Regions from separate parts of the Mus musculus genome. Here region 2 is linked to region 1. The links are chromatin contacts, called in public Hi-C maps. All regions are on one chromosome and are shown on one strand. The core of a region is the stretch at or near the end of the contact, and the rest is flanking DNA. Distances in the headings are between cores, read along the strand shown. Region 1 holds the start of Arhgap22 (Rho GTPase activating protein 22). Region 2 overlaps Arhgap22 (Rho GTPase activating protein 22).

The links. Hi-C and Micro-C count contacts between places; a contact is called where the count stands out from the background.
Region 2: a contact with region 1 is called in a Hi-C map of embryonic fibroblasts, with 23 read pairs. The contact joins the enhancer-like site here to the promoter of Arhgap22 in region 1. A contact is called at or near these places in 7 of 39 promoter capture datasets (3T3-L1-derived adipocytes, the HPC-7 cell line, HPC-7-derived erythroid cells and 4 more), 1 of 15 datasets of contacts at CTCF or cohesin (the NIH/3T3 cell line), 36 of 484 Hi-C or Micro-C datasets (B cells, the C2C12 cell line, the CH12 cell line and 22 more), 22 of 115 datasets of contacts at active chromatin or transcription factors (the HPC-7 cell line, PVALB interneurons, acute myeloid leukemia and 16 more) and 3 of 9 other capture datasets (adipose tissue, liver and pancreatic islet).

Annotation. Positions count from the first base shown.
Region 1 is chr14:33,213,092-33,219,601 of GRCm38.p6, reverse strand. It overlaps Arhgap22 (Rho GTPase activating protein 22), which reads right to left and starts at 2,779. Exons shown (of 11, transcript NM_153800.4): 1 at 2,757-2,779; 2 at 2,491-2,650. The coding sequence starts at 2,542. It also overlaps the pseudogene Gm6340.
Region 2 is chr14:33,279,035-33,285,544 of GRCm38.p6, reverse strand. All of the region lies in intron 3 of Arhgap22 (Rho GTPase activating protein 22), which reads right to left. Among named protein-coding and RNA genes, the nearest start is that of Gm41130, 50 kb to the right of the region's middle. Within about 2 kb of position 2,959, at least 9 of the 459 cell types and tissues checked have an H3K27ac peak or open chromatin away from gene starts, as enhancers often do. A contact at or near this core is called in embryonic fibroblasts and trophoblast stem cells, where this site is marked.

The DNA.
Region 1 (6,510 bases), core at 1,530-4,029:
TGTGATGGCCAAGCTTGGCTGTCAGCTTGACTCCATCTGGAATAAATTAAAACCCAAGCATGTGGGCATGCCTGGGAGAGATTTCTCTTGACTGGATCATTTCAGGTCAGAAGACCCACCCTACATCTGAGCCACACCTTCTGGTGGCAGCCCATATGGAAGGTCATGGAAGAAGGAAACTCTGACTTTTTGCCTGCTTCTCCTAACTCTCGACAGAAAGTTCATCTATCCTCCTCCTGGTTCTAGAACCTTCGTCTTTGGGGCTTTAACATAAACTGAAGACCAAGTGAGATATCCAGACTCTTAGGCTGAACAACTACCAAATTCTTGGCCTTTCTGTTGGAAGACAGGCATTGTTGGAGTAGCAGGACTATAGTCTATAAGTCACTCTAATAGCACCCTCTACGCACACACACACATTTCATTCTATCAGTTCTTCCCTGTAATGATTAAACCAGGAGTAGGGATGGAGTGAAGGGCAGATCAAGGATGGAGAGAGAGAGATGTCCCCACTGTCCCCACTGTCCCCACTAACATTTTCCCTTTCTGAAGCCTTCTGTGAAACCTCAGTGCCATTTTTCTCAAAGTTGCCTAAGTGTCTGAGACAATTGTCACTCAGAACCAATGCAATCAAGAGGAAGAAAGTACAGACACTTGCTACATCATGAGTACAAAAGGCCTGACACAGAGAAACATGCCGTGTACTTATCAGACCTGTGCAGCAGCGAAATCCACACAGACAGAAAAACAGACTGGTGGCTGTCAGGAATGGGAGGTGGGGGGTGGGAAGGCTGCTTAGTCCACAGAGGATGGCAGTGTGTATCAGGTAGTCTGAGGTGCAGCCGCACAGCATGCTGCCTGTCTGGACCACCGCTGGATCTTACACTTCAAAACGGCCAACTCTCTGCCATGTGAATTTTACTTTAATATAAAAATCAATTCAATCTTATTCATTAAATCTCATGTAACACAGTCTTTGTCCCTTTCTCAACAGGTTGGCACACGCCCTTCAGAGCAGGGCAGCGGGGACAATCCATCATATCAGACAAATCTGGCAACTGACCCTCCAACAAAAGCCAGGGCCTTTCCTTCGGTGCTGGACTGTGCTGTGACCCCAGCTGGAGGAGAATACCTTCAGAGTGTCAGATACTGTGATCCCAGCTGCCCGCAGCCCGATTTCTCCCCAGACTGGAGCGTCTACCTAGACTCTAGCCCAGGTCTCAGAGCCCAGACCTGGCTTCCAGCTCACGCAACCCTGCCTTTGTGGAAGAAGAAACTTTCTCCTCACCTAACACATGCCTGCTCAGGACGACAGAGGCACAGCAGGAGTCTGAGCCCTGTGGCTCTGTTCACTTTTTCCTAGTGCTGGCAGAGACATAAACATGTGCAGGAGCCTGCGTTCCACCTAAGGCTGGCTAAACAGAAGTCTCCAGAGGAAGTTGGCAAGCTTGAGGAGGACTGGGGCCCAGAGGACGTTACTGATGGCATCTATTTCTGGAATCCAGCACTCAGGTCTAACCTACCAAAGACACCACCCAGCTACAAACACAACCAGCTCCTTCCTGCCTGAGGTCCATCCTGTGCACACACATTTAAGTCGGGCAGCTCCAGCAGGGTCTACCACCTCTATGACACAGCACCTGCAAGACCCAGCACCTGCAAGACCCAGCACCTGCAAGACCCAGCACCCGTATGATGCAGCACCTGCAAGGCTCAGCACCCGCAAGACCCAGCACCTGTATGATGCAGCACCTGCAAGACCCAGCACCTGTATGATGCAGCACCTGCAAGACCCAGCACCTGCAAGACCCAGCACCTGTATGATGCAGCACCTGCAAGACCCAGCACCTGCAAGACCCAGCACCTGCAAGACCCAGCACCTGCAAGACCCAGCACCTGTATGACCTTGCACCTTCAGGATCTACACCTGTGTGACCTGGCACCTACACGATTCAGTTCTTGAGGGGCCCAGCATCTTCAGGGAATACCAGACCATCATCTGTCAGTGACTCGAACAGACACTAGTCCCACTGTGACTAGCTGCTGCCTTCCCAGAGCTTCCCGGAGCTATTCAATCATCCTCTCTGCATCTTTCAGTTCACTACCAGGCTGGGTGGCTTCCTGGCACAGACAGAGGAGCCTTGGGATGCCCAGTTCTCCCTGTGGAAGCTCTATCCAGTGTCCAAGCAGTCTGTGGTCATGGTGATCCTCATGGCCGTCAACTGTCATTAGAGTCCCCAGCCATTGGAACCCAGGACCCTTGACACTGGAGCCTGATTTCCAGGCTCACAGAGAGCAGATGCTGGGTCATGGCTGAGTGCTGGCTAACCAACTTGTGCTGAGAGCTGAAGGAAGATTGAGTCCCCACTTCATGGTGCCCACAGCCCGCAAGACCAACGAGGCTCCTTCAGTGTCACCGAGCGACCCCACCCTTAAGCACGAAGTCAAGCACACAGGCAGCCATTCCCCACCATAGAGCCAAATCCTTACTGAAGTATCTGGCAGCGAAGGTTCTTCTTTTGCTGGAAGCCGTCGGCAGCATTGCTAGGCTGGCAGTGTGCAGATTTCTCCTGTGTCTTCTCTGGAAGGCAGCAGCCACATCCTCAGGCAGACAAGCTAATTCCCAGTTTCAGTAGCAGGCGATCAGCATCTATAGTAGAGAAATATATTTAGAACGCTCTTTCCAGGCATTTGCCTGGATTTCAAACACGAACAAAGCCTGCTGTGAGGGACAAGTTTCTCTGTGGAGCATGTACCTTGGGGATCTGAGAGCAGACTTGGGGAAGTCAGAGTATCAGTTCCTCAAATCTGTAAAATGGGACCAGCAGTGACAACTGCGTCTCAGAGGGAGAAGATGCCAGATTCATCAGCGGAAGCAAGGGCTCGGTGAGCCAAGGGCTCTAGCTACTAGATTTGATATTTTTCGCCCCCAAGGGAACAACATGGAGCTAAGTAAGGGACCGTGCAAATTGCTCTGAGCATGCTGGCTGGTTCCTGGCTCACACTTTGGCTTGTGGTCCAAGTGCTGGGGTAGACCCCAGGAAAGCTCTGTCACATCCTTAGGGTACCACTTCTCCATTCTATTTTTGGAAATGTGTCATCATTACATCATTTACAGTTGTGGAAAATGGGTACAAACGAACAAACAAATAGACAAAGCTTGCTTATAACTAGCCAAGTGGTATTTCTGCCGCCGTGAACATCATTCACACAGCAGCAGTCCTAGCGACCTAAAATAAAGCCAGGCTCTGAGATGGCAGGCACACTGTCACCTGTCTTTAGGACATATGATACCATTTGCAGATGGAGCCCAGAATGCTCTTCCCCTACCTACCCTGTCTCCAGTGTGCTAGTCTCTACAAGCTGAGCTTGTATGAAGCCTGAAGTTACCGGTAGATCCTTCCAACCTGGGCAGGAGGAGGCAGAAGGAGGCAGGAGGAGGAGGAGATAGAGATGCGGGCTGAAATCGGTCCATCACTGCCACAGAGAACAGAAGCTTGGGGCTATGGACTAGTGCCTGGTATTCTGTGGGTCCTGCTGGGGCAAAATGCTTCTGGTTCACACTTTAGCATGTGGGTATAGTTCCTGTCACTGACTGGTCCCCAGGGAGTGATGGGACAGCACCTGGAATGGAGAAGGCAGACTGCCTTTGGAATAGCAGAGAGAATGAAGCGGTCACTAAGCCCTAAATCTTCAAGGGCCTAAGCCCAAGATATTGGCATGACCTGGGACCCAGGAGCACAGATGGCCTTGAACACACAGCTGAGCTGGGAGTCTCCAGGGAAGTGATGGAGCTGGAGCCAGGAAATGAGGACCCTGGAGTTGGTACAGACCTCAGAGACCCTGAGGGATTTGGGAGTGACACCTTCAGTCTCTCCTGGAAGAGTGCACAGTTTGGAAGCATAGGTGGACGGGGGTAAGGCTCTGAGGGTGGGGGCACCCCACACCCACTGTAGCAAGCCTTAAGAATGAATGCTCTGGGTTCACACTGTAGGTCCAGTCCCTAGCAGGACACAAAGCCAGGTAGGCGTGTAGTATGCCTGTAAACCCAGCAATCAGGAGGTGGGGGCAGAGACTCAGAAGTTCAAGGTTACCCTCAGCTATATAGTGAGTTCAAGGCCAGCCTGTGCTACATGAGAGCCTGTTTACAAAACAGAAGTCTAACGTTAAAGTTGAATTCAGGAATACAAGGGCACACATTGGCTCCTTTAGGGGGAACAGTCTCATAATTGGTGGCAGACAGCTGGATCTAGCAGGTTGACATGTCAATCAAGTCTGGGTTTCCTTGCAGTTCTGTTTGCTTCTAGGGTGTTTCCTCTTCCCTCTCTTCCTCCTTCCTCTCCTTCTCCCTCTTCTTCACCCTTCACCCTTCCTCCTTTCTCCTCCCCCTCCTCCCCTTCTTCCCCTGGCCCTCCTTTATTTTGGGATCAGCTTTGGGAGCTAACATTTCTTCTCTCCCGCAGAGCCCGAGGAAAGAGGACACTGTCCAGTCTCAGACAAACCACAGAGCTTCTTCCCAAAGCCTGTCAAATGCCTTCTTTCCTTGATTTGGGGCACTAACCAATGCACTCGACTGGATCCAAACCAGTGGGGTGTGCTGATTGGCTAAAGCAGCCGGGTCTTATCACATCTAAGGAACTGGGTGGGGCTGGCTTTTCCCAGGACCAGAGAGGGCAGGCAGAGGAGACAGGTGGGTGCTAGAATAGACCCTGGGAGACTGTAACAATTGTGTATACGTTTGCAGGAGGGGGGAAGTTCCTAAACCGATATGCTACTGTGGGGTTGGAGTAGAGAGGGGTCACCTCTGTGAAAGAGGAAGAGGTTTGCTCTCTAGCCCTTCACCTTAGTATTCTCCTAACCTACCTTTCTAAGCAAGGTCAACAGCCGGCCACACCCAGCCAAGCCCAGTAGAGCCAGGGCCCGCCTAGACGCCTCCCAGAGCATGACTCAGCTCCAGGCATGGCTCCGCACCACGCTCACAACAGATCTGTTTGCCCTGGACTCAGGCCAGTGCCCCTGTGCCTTATCTCACCCCACCTGCAGGCACAACTGCACAATGCACACATTTACGTGACACCTGACAGCAGCTGGGGGAGGGTCTCATTGTGGAATCGTGATGCTCCGAGCCACGCAGCAATTTAATGTGGCTTAGGAGGGTATTTAGAGTCCATCTTTAAAGAATGAACTCACAGCCTGGGGTCAGGAAACTTGTGCAGCCCCGGCTCCCCACTCCACCCCACACAGGGTCGCTGCTGTGTGTGGCTCTCCTGGAGCTGTCCTGGCTCACCTGGATCTCATCTTTGCTCACCTGGACGTGGAGAGCAGGCTTCTCTGTCTTTGCCTGAAGAAGGAGGGGCTCCTTCTTCGTTCCAGGAGGGAGCACTCTAGCTGCCGCCCCTCTTCTCACCCCGTGGGTGCCCTGCCTTTGCCCCTGCCCCTGGCTCCCATGGGACGAGTCCGCTGGTAGGACCAGGGGATGCAACCCAGGCTGAACATCATCAGGCAGGATGCAGGTTTCCTGTCTCCTCGATGCCTCTGGGGATGATGCTCTGACAGCTGTCCTTGGCTGGCCTCTCAAGGCTGCAGCAGCAACCTCAGCGGCTCGGAAAGTGTAAAAGGCTGACCTCTGCAGGAAGCGCGGCGCCGAGGAGGGCCTGGGTTGGCTGGTTTGGAGCGCCCTCTGGTGGTCATTAGAGGAGCTTCGCCCGTGCTTCTGAACCCTGGTCTTGTTCCTGGACATTGCATTTTGTTTTCCTGCTGGGATCCGGGGGCAGCTTGAGTAAGTCTGTGCTTTTTTTTTTTTAGATTATAAAAAAACTTCCTTTAATCGAGGCTTGTAACATGGAAAAGATCTGTCAGATAAAATGCAAAGTTTCTAATACATTGAAACATAAATCCATAAGTCATCATAAATACAATACCCAATAGTAAAAAACACATCAGCATATTCACACCATCCCTGTAACAGCCATGATCTAGATTTCACATGCTTCTGCCAAATGACTAATATGGTCACACTCATCTGACAGGGCTGTGGCACTGGTGGCTCAACTCCAGAAGCAAAGCAGATACCAGCACATTCAAACAGTGTATCCTTTACATATCAAAGTGAGAAATAAGAAAGCAACATGGTCACCCGATCAGAAAGATGGTAGGGAGTGAGGACAGCTGTGGAAAGCTCGAGGCCGGAAGGCGGTTCGCTGGCTTCATTTCTTTGGCTTCTTGGGCAGTGGCTGCGGGAACAGTAAGATGTGAGGTTCTGGTTCATGGATCATATAGTGGACCCATCCCTGACTCTGCTGAACGCCGAGCTTCCTCCATTCAGATTCAGACATCAAGTGGGTTTTCGGGACCAGGTTGGCTATGTCCTTGGGCAATACGGCATGCCGGTACTCGAACTCCTCGTCGTATTTGTCCGAATAATAGATTTGTTTGTGGGACATGATTGCTCTGCTGGAGGGCGCTCAGCCCCAGGGCCGCTGGCCTCCAGACAACTCCCAGCAGCCAAGT
Region 2 (6,510 bases), core at 1,710-4,209, 66 kb before region 1:
GTGGCTTTTTCCTAGTCATCTACACATTTCCAGAATGTTCTCTGATGTGGATCTCAGGTGGACATCAGAGTTAATTTCTGTCCCTAAACTTTACACTAAATTCTTTAGGGCTAACATGTTGGGTTTGGGACCAGAGCCCGAGCCTATGGTAGTGCTCTTCTGCTTTTGTCCCCCCTCATGACTCATGTCTCCATTACTCACAAGGATGACGCTAGACCCCTGGCCTGCTCTTCCATTCCACGGTTCTCACCATACGCTATGGGTTGCAGGGCATTTCCCAGTTGCTTCCCTCCCACTCTGCAGCATGGTGTGGATTTGAAGTTTAGGTGTTAAACTCTTGGTCTCCAGATAGTGACATCATTTTGGGAAGTGGTACACAGTAGGCCTAGCTGAAACAAGGTCATGGAGTGAGCCTTGGAAGCCTTAATGCTCGTCCCTTCCCCCTCTCTCCTTCCTGCTTGCCATGAGGTGAGCAGCCTCTGCCACATAGTCCTGCTGTCCCTGTCACAGTATTATCCCTCACTATGCTTCTGGAAGCAACAGAACCAAGGTCCATAGATGGGGGTCTCGAATGCCGAACCCAAGGAAATCCCTTCTCTCTTAAGTTATTGGTGGCTGACATTTTGTTTCAGTGACATAACGTATCCAGTTGACTCTATAAGGAGCAGACTGCTTTGAGGGCAATCCTGTTGGCTGATATGGGATATCTGGATGGCACCCTGTTGTCACCCAGAGTCCAGAAGGGTGCTGGGACATATTGATTAAGAAATTTGTTTCTGCTCAGAATATACCTTAGGGTCTCAGTTGAGTGGAATCCCCCTCCTCCCCAGAAGCGAGTGAGATCCTCCCTCGGCTGGGCATAGTTTTGATCCCACATTGTTTCTGGAACGTCCGACAGCAATGCAGATGCCCTGGGGTATATGGTACTGCTGGGAGGGGAGACTACTGCATTATCAATGGACAGGCTAAGAAGAGACACACAGTATAAATACTTGGATACTGGCCTGCCCGGCTCTACCATCCTGACTTGCTGAGTTGGCCGCAGAGTACCTGCTACGTTTTGCTAGGGCAGACAGACCTCTTCTCTAACTTTTGCAAACACTGCAGTCTCTTTAGAAAATGGACTTGCTTCTTGGCAGCCAAGAGAAGGCATCAGCTTGACAGAAGCCACCTCCAATCACCCACATTATGCTGATAAACTGTAGTTCAGTCATCTACCAACGCATTAAGGAGCAAGAATGGCTGAACACCAATGCAAAGTAAGTTATGTTCAGCTAAGCAATGAGTAAGATACACTTTCCTGCTGCCCCAATGCTATTCAATCCGTTTTTCTGCCCAGTAATTGACAAAGCTCACAATTTACCAGACAGCCTTCCAGCTATTACTGTAGATTAACTGGGTTCACCTTAAAGCCAAATAATTGATCAGCTGTAAGAGGGAGGCATTCAGACTGGAAGCTCTGTGCTGAATTAAATTAGTAGACCAAGAGGAGCTCACTTCATAAATGAATGACCAGGGACACTGGAGGAAACGTGAAGGCTGGGCATTGGTTTTGTTTGAGATGCTCTTGTGATGTAGCCCAGGCTAGCCTTGAACAGTGCTCTGAGGTCAGTTTTAGATGACAAGGCTGAGTAGTGAGTTTCCTTTCCCTAGAGGATCGAAGGCATATTCTCATATAATTATTAATATAATGATTGTAAATATTTTAATCATATAACTATAATTAATATGTTCCCAGCTAGCCCCACTGTCACCTCTAGAGCTCCAGGAAGGTATAAGACAAGTTTTAAGGCAACTTCATTCATGATTTTTTTTTCTTAACATGTTTCAGGAAGGGAAAATTGTTCTAATTGAGATTTGTTTAAAAGTGAGCTTCTGGGGTTGCCATTTTGATTTTTGTAAATACAGCTTTTTTGATTTAACTTGTTTGATTAGAATTCGGATTTTGATATCTATAACAGCAGAACTTAAGGTCCTCAAATGGCTGCAAACATCTAAGAATCCCATAAAGAGAACATGAATCCTCAGATTTAGAGCTAAATAATTGATACCTCTCTTTTTATAAGAGTCTAGTAATTTCTCACAAAAGAGACATTTGAAGCTGTCTCCAAGGGCATTTTTAAGCAAGAGGGGATGTACAGTCTAATTTTCCTCTGCCATGCTAACAGAGCCTATCAGCAGCCAATTAACTCAAGGTCATGTCTGTGTCTCTGTCACAGCTGAATGGCAGGAGGGCCTGCTATGGATGCTTCCGTGCCTCTCCTTTAAGCTCCACTGTACTCCTTTTGAGCATAGCTAAACCAGCGTGCGGGTCTGCGGTAGGACTGTCTTGCTTGGGAGGACATTGCTAACTTGTTCATGTGCTGTGGATGGACTCAGCAGCAGGGAGGAGGAGATTTGAACAATTATGACTTACGGGAGCTGCAGGCTCCAAGGCCCATACTGTGTCCACTATTAATTGTGTCTCCTTGGAGACGTTCATCAGGCCTGGCATGGACCCCAGGGCTCAGATTCTCTGCACAAGATGGCAACTGAAGAACATGATGAGCACCAACAATTGGAATTCTGGGAAAGTACCTGCTCTGGACAGACCACAGAACTCACCAGCTTCTCTTCTGGCCTCAGTTTTGACTCATACAGCACGTGGCTTTGGAGAATCCCTCTGGTTTAGGTGATTCCAGGATTTCATTCCTGTGCATTAAGTGGTCCCCACTCACCTTTGACTTTGAGAGCCAGAAAGGCCTTTAGGGACGATCTCTGTTTAACCCCCCTCCAAGCTATGTGCCATCAGCCCTGGGGACCACAGCTCACCTGCTCCAGTCTGCCACACCATAGGAACAGAGCGGTCATGAACGGCAAGTTGGTTCATTATTTTGCATGAGGCTGAATGCCTTATATAGAGCTGGTCCCAGGATTTCCTTGCCTTAGGCGATATACTGAGGTTTTTTTTTCTGACTCACAGGAGTTCACATACCTCATCTTCATGGATCCCTGTTCCTGCTGTACTGAACATGCAGTGTTTGAGGTGACTCTATCTTTCTCCAAGTAGACCAGGTCTGAGTATGGCTGAGCTCAGCAGGGCTCCCCCTCCCTGGTATCATAATTTATGTGCATTTTGTAACAGGACTCAAGGGTCTCATTAGCTGTCCCCCCCACAACATATCTCACTATTAGTTTCTACTGAGCCTTCAGCTAATTAAACCCTTAATTCTGCTTCATTTGACTTTTTAAAAATGTGTATGGGTATGTGAGTGTATATCACATGTGAGCAAGCACCCTTAGAGGTGAGAAGAGGGTGTCTGATAGCCTGGAATTGGAAATTCAGGTAGTTGTAGGCTGCCCATTATGAGTGCTAGGAACCAAATTCTCGACTTTTACTACAGCATCAAGCTTTCTTAATCACTGAGTCATCTCTCCAGTCCCTAAATACATACATATATATACACATATATATGTGTGTATATGTATATATATAAATTTTATATAATATATTATATAATATAGTTACTTATATACTTTTATAATTTATACATTTATATTATATTATATTATTATAAAATATATGTTTATAATATTTATATCACACATAGCATTTATATATGATATAAATATTTAAAATATAATATATTATAATACATATTATAAGTATACAATATCTATACTCTCTCTATATATTTCTATTTAAATATGTACTGTACTCTCTCTTTATATATATTTAAATATATTAATATATACATATAAATACATTTATCTAATTGAATATATCAAATATATGTATATATGTGTATATGTATTTAAAGACAGAGTACAGTACAAAGCTCAGACTGGCCTTGAATTCGTTATCCTCCAATCTCAGTTTCCCAAGGACTGGGATTACAGGAATCAGCCCCTACTCTTGGCATATGTTTTTAACTAGTCTTAATTAGATCACTCTATTTTGTGGGATCAAACAGCTGTTTGAAACCAAAGCTAGACCTTTCCATTTTGACTTAACAATTTTCCATGAACCCAGCTTGTCAATGCCAGCTGCCAGAGATGTCCCTCGCAGCTCTGCAAATTCATTACCTAAGTTTTTGGTTTTCAACAGTGTCACTATCACGCGCCGGGACAGTAATTCAAAGAGTTGGTTCTAGACTCACGGCATTTTCTCAGTTGTGGCCCCAGCACTTTTTTATTTTGTTCTGTGTGACATCCATTTTCTCAACTGGCTAGAAGCAGATCTACACATCTTGCAGGTCTTGGAAGGTTGGCATAATTATTTCTAAACCGTTGTGGTTATTCCCCGCTGTATAACAAAGCACCCAAAAACTTAGTGGCTTGAAAAGAATGAACTATGAGTTTTGGGCAGGGCTCAGGGGACAGTTCTGCTCCACAGGGTGTGGTCTAGGGTCACTTACACAGCTGCACACAGCTGGTAGCTGCCTGGGACAGAAGACTCAAGGCTTTACTCATTTAGCAGGGCCCTGGGAGCTCTCTCCCTACACAGTGTCCCTGCTCTGCCCTGCCCTGCCCAGACTGTGCACAGTTTGGCTTCTCAGAGGTGGGGACTGGAATGCATTCAGTATCACTTAGAGGCCAACTTGTCCCAAGCCCAGCTTCATACTCAAGAGGAGGGGAAATGCCACCAACTTGCTGCAGGGAGCAGGGCATGTGTCCAGGGAAGGGAAGGGATGCAGGTGGTCAGCCTTGGAGACTGCAGAGTGTGGGGCTGGGGAAAACAGAGTAGGTGGACAGAACACAGCTGAGAAGTGAGTCTGTGGTCCAGTCAGAGGGCTTGGCTTTTACTGTTCTCCATCAAATTGACCAACATGGCAGAGGCAAGGTTGGGGGCCCCTGCCTGTCATGGACCCCTCTCTGCTGGGTGACTTGCTAAGGCTTCATTGAGTGTAATTCACTTAAGGAGGAAAGAGTTTATTTTGGCTTACAGTTACAGAGGGATAGAGAGTCTACCACAGTGAGGAGGGTATGGTATGGTGGCAAGAGCTGGAGGCTGGCTGATCCCAGTTTCTATCTACACACAGGAAGCATAGATGTCAGGTGAGACTTTAAACCCTCAAATCTCACTGCCAATGACACACTGTAGCAAGGCTCTACCTTCTAATGGTTAATAACCCTTCCAAACGGGGACAACACGTGTTCACATTCAAGCTATGGGGGATAGTGTGTGAGTGTGAGTGTGTGTGTGTGTGTGTGTGTGTGTATGAATGTACGCCAAATGTGTGTCCTCACAGAGGCCCAAAGAGTCCGTTGGAGCTAGAATTACAGGCAGGTATAAACCACTTGATTTGGGTGCTGGGAACCAAACTTAGATCCTCTGGAAGAGCTGTGAGCACTTTAACTGTGAAACTATCTCTCCAACTCCTAACATATTTTTTTCATTTAAATCACAACAAATGTCTTCTCTGATTATGAGCTAATGAGCTATGAGCCCAAGTCCAGAAAGCTATATCTCTATCTCTATCTCTATCTCTATCTCTATCTCTATCTCTATCTCTATCTCTATCTCTATCTCTATCTCTATATCATCTATATCTGACAAATGACTTGCTGAAGTTCAGACACCAGGCACCCATGGCAAGTGTCTTGGTCAACTTTAACTGTCTAGGTGACACAGTCTGGAGTCACATGACAGGAGACTTTTAGTTGAAAACCTGCCTAGATCAGACAGTTCCATGTGCATGTATGAGGGGGTTTTCCTGATTGTTAGTTGATGTGGTCCAAGGCAGGTGGTCCTGAAGGGCTTAGGAAAGCTAGCTAGGTACAAGCAAGCAAACAGCATCCTCCCTGGGTCCTGCTGGATTCCTTTCCAAGCCAAGTTCTCACTGAGGTTGTCCTAGCTGTCACATGCTACTGGAGCACCCAACATCATAGGCAAGATGTCAGACCTCCCTCATCTAAAAGTGAGACACTTTCTTCTCTGAGGTGAGGTGGGAAGGAGGGGCCCTCAATATCACCCCTTGAGCTTTGTTTGGGGTTGAAAATCTTGCTAAATGATAGTCCCAGAAAGTGAGAGACATTCCTTATAACTTTCAAGTTATGGGACTGGCTGACCTACCCAACCCCCACATAAGGTTTCCTCCCCACCTAAATATTTCTTTTAATTCCAATTAAACAATGTACTCAGTTTACCATACATAATGTATATTCAATATTATAAAATTCAGATACATTTTTTTCTTGTGTCTTTTAAAATGAGTATGTACCACAGAGATGAACATACACAGAACCTGAACAAGTTCAAGCCAGATGAGGTTCCAACTCTGAAAAGAGGGAGTGAACACAGGAAAAGAAGCTGTCTGCAACTGATACCTGCTAGGAAAGAAAGACAATCAATTTTCTCCAATGGAGTTTCACTGGGAATATCAACCACACTCCAGGGCAGGCCCCATGCCCAGGAGCAGTTAGCCAACCCCAAATGAACTCCTTCTCTGTTTGTTGTGGGACTTAGTTCTATGTTGGCACTTTCTGTTTTATTGGCTTCCCTGATGACTTTTGATTGTATTAATGCTA